2 separate regions of the Sus scrofa genome follow, and region 1 is linked to region 2. The links are chromatin contacts, called in public targeted proximity ligation maps. All regions are on one chromosome and are shown on one strand. The core of a region is the stretch at or near the end of the contact, and the rest is flanking DNA. Distances in the headings are between cores, read along the strand shown.

Evidence for each region.
Region 1: a contact with region 2 is called in a targeted proximity ligation map of alveolar macrophages. A contact is called at or near these places in 1 of 47 Hi-C or Micro-C datasets (subcutaneous adipose tissue) and 1 of 2 datasets of targeted methods (alveolar macrophages).

The regions. Positions count from the first base shown.
Region 1 is chr3:32,143,477-32,147,154 of Sscrofa11.1, reverse strand. It overlaps CLEC16A (protein CLEC16A), which reads left to right. Exons shown (of 25, transcript XM_021086617.1): 2 at 1,823-1,951. Among named protein-coding and RNA genes, the nearest start is that of CLEC16A, 13 kb to the left of the region's middle.
Region 2 is chr3:31,416,789-31,420,805 of Sscrofa11.1, reverse strand. The region is part of intron 5 of TXNDC11 (thioredoxin domain-containing protein 11); the gene reads right to left. Among named protein-coding and RNA genes, the nearest start is that of SNN, 37 kb to the left of the region's middle.

The sequences.
Region 1 (3,678 bases), core at 770-3,269, 730 kb before region 2:
GGCTTAGATGGGTGCAGGGCCCATGGGGGTCCGGAGTGAGGAGCCAGAGTCTGTCGCTTCAGCAGGGGATTCTGACGCAGGAGGCCTGTGAATCACAATTTGAAAAAGTCTGCTCTTGGGGGCTTCTGGGGAAGAGGCAGGTGAGGTGAGGTGGAGACATAGATTCACCAGTGGATCCCCCTGGAGTCATCCCAGGGCAGTCAGTGCCGGGGGTGACCTAATCACAGAGCACTGCTGGCTGCACTCCCTCGAGCGGCTCTGCCGGTGGACCTGGGCACAGGCGCTGGACGTCTCTGTTTGGAGAGAGCTGTACTAGCATTGCATGTTCAGAGTTGATGCAGTTGTGGGGTTCCTGTTGTGATGCAGCATAAACAATCCAACTAGTAACCTTGAGGTTGTGGGTTTGATCCCTGGCCTCACTCAGTGGGTTAAGGATCCGGCGTTGCCATGAGCTGTGATGTAGGTCACAGACTCGGCTCGGATCTGGCATTGCTGTGCCTGTGGTGTAGGCCGGCTGCAGCTCTGATTCCACCCCTAGCCTGGGAACTTCCATATGCTACGGGTGCAGCCCTAACAAGCAAAAAAACAAAAACAAAACCCCCCAAAAACCCAAAAAACAAAAACAGAGTTGATGCAGTTTTTAATTAGATTAATTAAATGATTCAGTGACGAATTATACCATATCTTTAAAGTATAACGAAGATCGAAAATACTAATAAATAAAACCCAGCCCCCGAAAGCAGCAGATCGTTCCCTGTTGTTCCATTTGCAAGGTTCCACCTCTACACGTCCTACCCATTTTTAGAGATTTGCGACCTATCTAACCTTTCCCTACCTTGCCGTCACCAGCCCTCACCCCCCAACTGAAGTGACCAGAAGTCAGGAGGTGACTGTTGCTGAGTCAGTCCCTCTTGCTGTCCCCTTTTCCTTCCCATGCCATGACAGCTGAAGTCGCCTTAGTCTGGAGACATTGTCTCTTAAAAGCTGCGCCAGTTGGCACCCTGTGGGCACTGGCTAGTTAGCTAGTCCCACACCACTCAGGACTGGCCTCTGTGATTCCTGCGGTGGCCTCACCAGTGGCAGAGGGCCTTGAGGGCTGGGCCAGGCCTTTGTCTCTGCTCCAGCAGCTGGCACAGATCTGAAGCAGCGAGGCCTTCCAGGCATGTTTGGGTGGGTGAGGGACGTAGCCCTTGCCTCCCAAACCCATTTTGCATTAGTCTGTGCTCAGCAAATAAGTTTGGCGCCACCTGTGTCATTTGAGCCCTCAGTCCTGATGGGCATTCTGCACATCACGGGGGGTTATGGGCCATTCAAAGGTGAGCACGAGTGCACATGATTTTGCCCTCAGCTCCGGGACCCCCATCCCGGGTCTCTGACTCCACCTGTCATCCCTGTATCTGCCCGGTTGTGCGTCAGGCTCCTGGGCTGAGCCCTGCACCTCCACCTGCTCCCCGACGCGGGAATCGCCTGCGAGAGTGTGGAGAAGGCCGGCGGTGCCTGGTCTACCCTTAGTTCTGCCGGGTCTGAGTCTCCGGGGGTCTGCAGCCCATTTGTCCAGCTCTCAGTCTGAGGATGGCTGTCTTGAAAAGCTGAAGATCTTGCTTCAGTTTGAGTCACGTGTCCCTGGCTATTTAACCCTTCAAGGCATCGGCTGCTGTTTTCCCTTGGGTGATGAGTCATGTCTCCTGAGTGGGAATTGTGCTCACAACCAAATCTGAAAAAAGCACAGCCTAATTGTCCCCCACATGTCACAAGTGGTCACTGAGCCTGGCTTCCATTTCAGTTGGTAACCTTGAACTCTCTTTTCTTTCCTTTCTCTCAGGTATCTGTACCATGTTTTGACCAAAAACACCACTGTCACAGAGCAGAACCGGAACCTGCTGGTGGAGACCATTCGATCCATCACCGAGATCCTGATCTGGGGGGATCAGAATGACAGCTCTGTATTTGAGTAAGGGCATCTGGTTTTTTGTTGTTTTTTGATTCTTCTTCCTCCCGTGACTATTTTTCTAACTGTGTACCATGAGTCATTCCTGGTGATGTCACAATTTAACGCCAGCTTGGTCTTGCACAGATATCCGTCTCTGTCTCTCTCTATAAAATGTCCTTGAAACACTGTAAAAATGCCAGCTAAAAATGGGAGGGTTATGGAAATGAATGTCTCCAGAAAAACTGAAAATGTGATGGATACTTTTCCTAGTAATGTCTCATTATCTCCCCAAAGGAAGGAGAAAATGTCTTGGGTAGTTAGATTCTTGGTCAACTTAAAAGACCCTTCCCTGGGGGAGACAGTAAGGGCTTTTGCTGTGTTTACTGTTGAATGGCCACAGTGCAGAGCTCTTAGGAGATAAATCCTTCTAAGTCTTCCAGCTTCTCCAGGGTGGAGGCCATGTAGCCATCCCCATCCCCACCCCCATTCTTATCCCTATCCCCATTCTCATCTTCATCCCTAACCCCATTCTCATCCCCATCTTCATCCCCAACTCCATCTTCACCCCCATCTTCATCCCGTTTCTGTCGCCATCTTCATCCTCATCCCCATCTTCCTCCCCTTCCCATCCCCATCTTCATTCCCATCTCCGTCTTCATCCCTGTCCCCATCCTCATCGTCACCCCACCTCCATCCTTGTTTATGCTCAAGGTCACATAGCTGGTAAGTGGAGCAGTGGCTCACGCTCTGGAGCCCATGGAAGGGTTTCTCTCACTCTTGTACTTACTAGATGAGCAGTCTTAGGCCACTGTACTTTCCTCATCTTTAAATGAGAGAGAGCAAGTGCTCTGCCCAGTGCCTAGTACCGAATAGGCACTCAAGAAATAAAAGCAAACGATAATTTTAAAAGGTGTCCCTACTGGACAGTTAAAAAGCAAGGACCATAGCCCATCAACTGCTTTTTCCAACAGACCTGTCCCAACATCTGAGTACAGAAGAATTGGGGTTATGACAACCACCAAACACAGATGTTCTTTTTATAGAAAACAATTTCAGTGATAAGTATTGAGGCCACTTAAAAACAAATTTAAAATAAATAGAGGTGTTTGACTCCTAGCCCAACTTCTTATTAGATATCCTGATTTTCTGGTAGCTCTGTATTTTCATCAGTAAGGTTAGCTAAGGTAGAGATACTGTGGAAAATGCAAATTGTCTAGAAGGCAAACCAGTGACACCGGCTGTGATACCCAGGGGAAAACATGCGTGAAGTGGGTGTCGCTCCTAAACGGGACTGGTTGCCTTTAAGGATCCCCGGGGAGTATACTGTTGGTTGGTTGTTTGGTGTCTGTTTATGGAAACGAGAAAGGCCCTTGAGGTGAAGATTAGAAACCATGGCCCCTTTACTAAAATGAACTTAGTACCATCTGTCATGTAGAGAAACTGCTGCGCTCTTAGAGGCCCAGTGATTCTTAAATGGCTGCCCAACAGAGGCCCGAGAAAATTTGTTTTTAATCCATTTTTAAGTTAGGGGATAATTTTAGATTTAGATGGGGGTGGGGACAGAAAGTCCCCATTTACTCCTCACCCTGTTTTCCCATTAATGCCTTAAATGCCTAGAGTGCATTTTGTCAAAACTGAGATGCAGAGTTCCCGTCAAGGCTCAGCAGAAACAAATCTGGCTAGCATCCATGAGGATACAGGTTCGATCCCTGGCCTTGCTCGGTTGGTTAAGGATCCGGTGTTGCCGT
Region 2 (4,017 bases), core at 1,021-3,520:
AGGCGGAACTTCCCTTGTCCTTCCCGTGCCTTCCACACACCACTGTCACCATTTATCTTGTGGCCGCCACCAAGGACACACGGGGAATGCAAAGAGATGAAATCCCATCTGGTTTCCATTCGGACTCATCTGGCTCACTTGTGATCTTTCAGGTTTGCACCAAGGTTTTTTGGTTTTGGCCTTTTGCATAATGTTTTAATATCAGACTACTTTATTTCGCTTTTAATCACTGTCTTAAATTCCACTTTTAACAGTAAAACCTCGGTTCAGTATTAAGGTAAAGCACATACATTCTAAGGTGAGACCTCAGTGGGACAAGATATTACAATCCTCAAACATTCCAGAAAGAATAATAAATAGTTTCTTTTGTTAGCAAAAGAGAACACTTTTTTTTTTCTTTTTAACTGAAGTATAGTTGATTTACCGTACTATTTTAGTTTCAGGTGTACAACAAAGTAATTCAGAATTCAGTTATATACATATTTTTTTCAGATTTTCCATTAATAGATTTTTTTAAATTGTGTTTTAAAATTAATAATGAAGGGTCTTGCCAGAAGCAAAGCCACACAATTCACACTCCCCAACTAAGAGCTACCAGGAGCACACTCTGAAGCATTAACTCAAGGATATGCCTGCAGGAAACTCGGTATCTTAGAAAATAATTGCTTTTTTTTGGATAATGAGGCCCAGGTCCCGAGCTGCACCATCTGATGTGGTAGCCACTGACCATATGTGAACACTTGAAATATGAACAATTGAGGGACTAAATTTTTAACTTTGATTTTAATTAATGTAAAAGTGATAACTCAGTTACTGGAAAACATTTAAGCATGTTTAAAACAACTTGGGTTTGTAACCTGAAAGTAATATAATACTGTAAGTCAATTATAGTACCATTAAAACAACATAAAACAATATTTGGTAGGTAAATCACTTTTTTCAACTGAAAATTTTATGAACTCTAAATACAAATCAAGTATTTCCAGTGAAAGTTCAGCATCTGAATTGAGATATGCTGTGAGGTATAAAAGATTTGGTTCAATAAAAAATGTAAAATATCTCAAATTAGGCGTTCCCATTGAGGCTCAGCAGTAATGAACCCAACTAGTATCCAGGAGGCCACAGGTCGATCCCTGGCTCAGCTCAGTGGGTTATGGATCTGACATTGCCGTGGACTGCGTTTAAGTCGCAGACATGGCTCAGATCTGGTGTTGCTGTGGCTGTGGTGTAGGCCAGGGGCTACAGCTCCAATTGGACCCCTAGCCTGGGAACCTCCATAGGCCGTGGGTGTGACCCTAAAAAAAAAGGAAAAAAAAAATCTCAAATTCTCCTACTACTTCTTAAATTTTAATGCAGCCACCAGAAAATTTTAAAATACCTACATGGTTCCTGTGATAGTTCTACTGCACTGTGGCACTGAGGAAAAAACAAGATTTATGTAACTCAGGAAGATTAGGCTAAAATAGTGAGTCTTAATACTGGACAAGTTATCTGGGAAGGATACAGAAGATGACATTTCTTCAGTTTTTTTCGTGAAAGTCCCCCAATAGCAGCGCGTGATTACTTTTAGGACTGTGTCCCACCCTCTCCTCGTGACTCTAGGGCTAAACTGCTGAGCTTCTGCAATCAATTCTCTCGGAGGCCTAAAGAGCACGGGGTGTTCCACAATAAGGTACCTGAGGCGACCCAAAGAACAAGCAGAAATGCCAGAGCCGAACAACGTGGACACTTCTACATCGGGACTGGCCATCTGCTCTCTGGGCGGCTTCTGTGTGAGCTCATCTCTCAGGGACCACAGAACACAACGGAGCATCAGGTCAGGAAAAACACTGATAAATCTGGAGTTCCCGTCGTGGCTCAGTGGTTAACGAATCCGACTAGGAACCATGAGGTTGTGGGTTCGATCCCTGGCCTGGCTCAGTGGGTTGAGGATCCGGTATTGCCATGAGCCGGGGGGTAGTTCGCAGACGTGGTTCAGATCCCATGTTGCTGTGGGTGTGATGTAGGCCAGTGGCTACAGCTCCAATCAGACCCCTAGCCTGGGAATCTCCATATGCGGCCTTAGAAAAAGACAAAAAAAAAAAAAAAAGAAAAGAAAAAGAAAAATACTGACAGAGATAACTGCTAACAAATATATCATGATACACTTCAAAACTAAATACCACTGGACTAAATCACATGGCTTTTTAATCAGCATAGCTAACAAGGTATTTACCCCCTGGGAAAGTTTCTCTCACTTCCTTACTCTGTCTGGGCAGTAGTGACATTCCAAAAGGCAAACCTGGGAGTTCCCTTCATGACTCAGCGGAAACGCATCTGACTAGCATCCATGAGGACACAGGTTCGATCCCTGGCCTCACGCCCAGTGGGTTAAGGATCCTGAGTTGCTGTGGCTGTGGTATAGGCCAGCAGCTACAGCTCCGATTTGACTCCTAACCTGGGAACTTCCATAGGCCACTGGTGCAGCCCTAAAAAGCAAAAAACAAAACAAAACAAAACAAACCCCAAAGGCAAACCTGTACCTTGGTACCTTCCATCCTAGAAACAAGTCTCATTTTGCTCTATACTCTGTCATTTTTATTAACTTCTGCTTTCCCAGTCTTCTTCCCAAGGTTTTAGACAAGGAAGAAAAAAGAAAAAGGTAGGATTATATACACAGGGATAACAATAGCCCCTCCAGAGCTCCTCGGCACTGACAGTGATTCACAGTCATTCACTGGATGATGACGTCACACATTTCCAGTGCTGAATGCATTCATCAAAAGGAAAAACTCTTCCAAGAAATGCAATAGATTACAGAAATGTTTATTTTCAAAGTATGAACTGTAGCTGTTGCTTACATTTTTTCCCGGAATGTGACTCTGAGATTTGTGTATTTTCAAAATTCCTAATATAAAGCACAAAGCAATTATCTAGGAAAACATCTGGCATTTGGGCACCAAAGATACAATATGCAAATGCTGGTACTTGCCAAAACACTGTGAAACTCTAAATAAACATGGAACTATCCTTAGCCATGATTTTTTTTTTTTTTTTCTTTTTCGTGAGTTAGGGAGGAAGGGAAAAAAAAATGTAGTTCCAAATACATTATTCTAGGGGAATATAAACTACAGAGCTAAATATGCACTGTCCTATATACTAACATGACAGTAAACTAAACACCCTCACACCAGTGGTCTCATTTAAACCAAAGCCTAATATGAAAACGATCAACTCAATACTTCTCTTGCGTGTATTTCAATTTAAATTTCTTTTCTTCTTTTTTTTAACAGCCTCAGGGAAGGAAAGACTTTACAAAAGAAACCTATCTGCTTAGAAGGCCTTCCTCCATCCCCTTTTATGCTGTTCTCAGGGCCTAGCATACGTGTCACATGTTCTTTCTCTCTTTTTTTTTTAAACAACCCTTCACAAATACAAAAACAATTCTTAGCTCCCAGGCCTAAAAAACAGGCCAAGGGCCAACACATTTTCAAGCTGAAGCTTCCTTTGGAGGCAACCAGAGCAAAGCTCCCTCACTTTGCAGAGGGGAAACCTGAAGGCCAGTGAGAAGAGGTGACTGGGTGAGCTTTGACCACACAGGACACCTGCCACTAACGGGACTGATTAGGAGAGTCGGTCCCTGCCGACTTCTTGTTAGGAAGACACCACAAACTCTAAGGGAAGCTTAGAAAACAATGGTAGCTGCTAAGTACACAGGCAACTAGTGTAACAGGAGTTCCAAGAAGGGAGCCTGACAGTGGAAATCTCCATCCCATGTCTCCCTCTTGCTGGCTGGACCACAGTTATAAATCCCACAGGCCTTCAGCTGGGCCTTGAAAAAGCAGGAAGGCAGGTTTGTTTGTTTGTTTGTCTTTTTGTCTTTTTTAGGGCTGTACCCGCGGTATATGGAGGTTCCCAGGCTAGTGGTCGAATTGGAGCTGTTGCTGCCAGCCTATGCCAGAACCACGGCAACACCAGATCCTAGCCACATCTGAGACCTACACCACAGCTCACGGCAATGCCAGATCCTTAACCCAC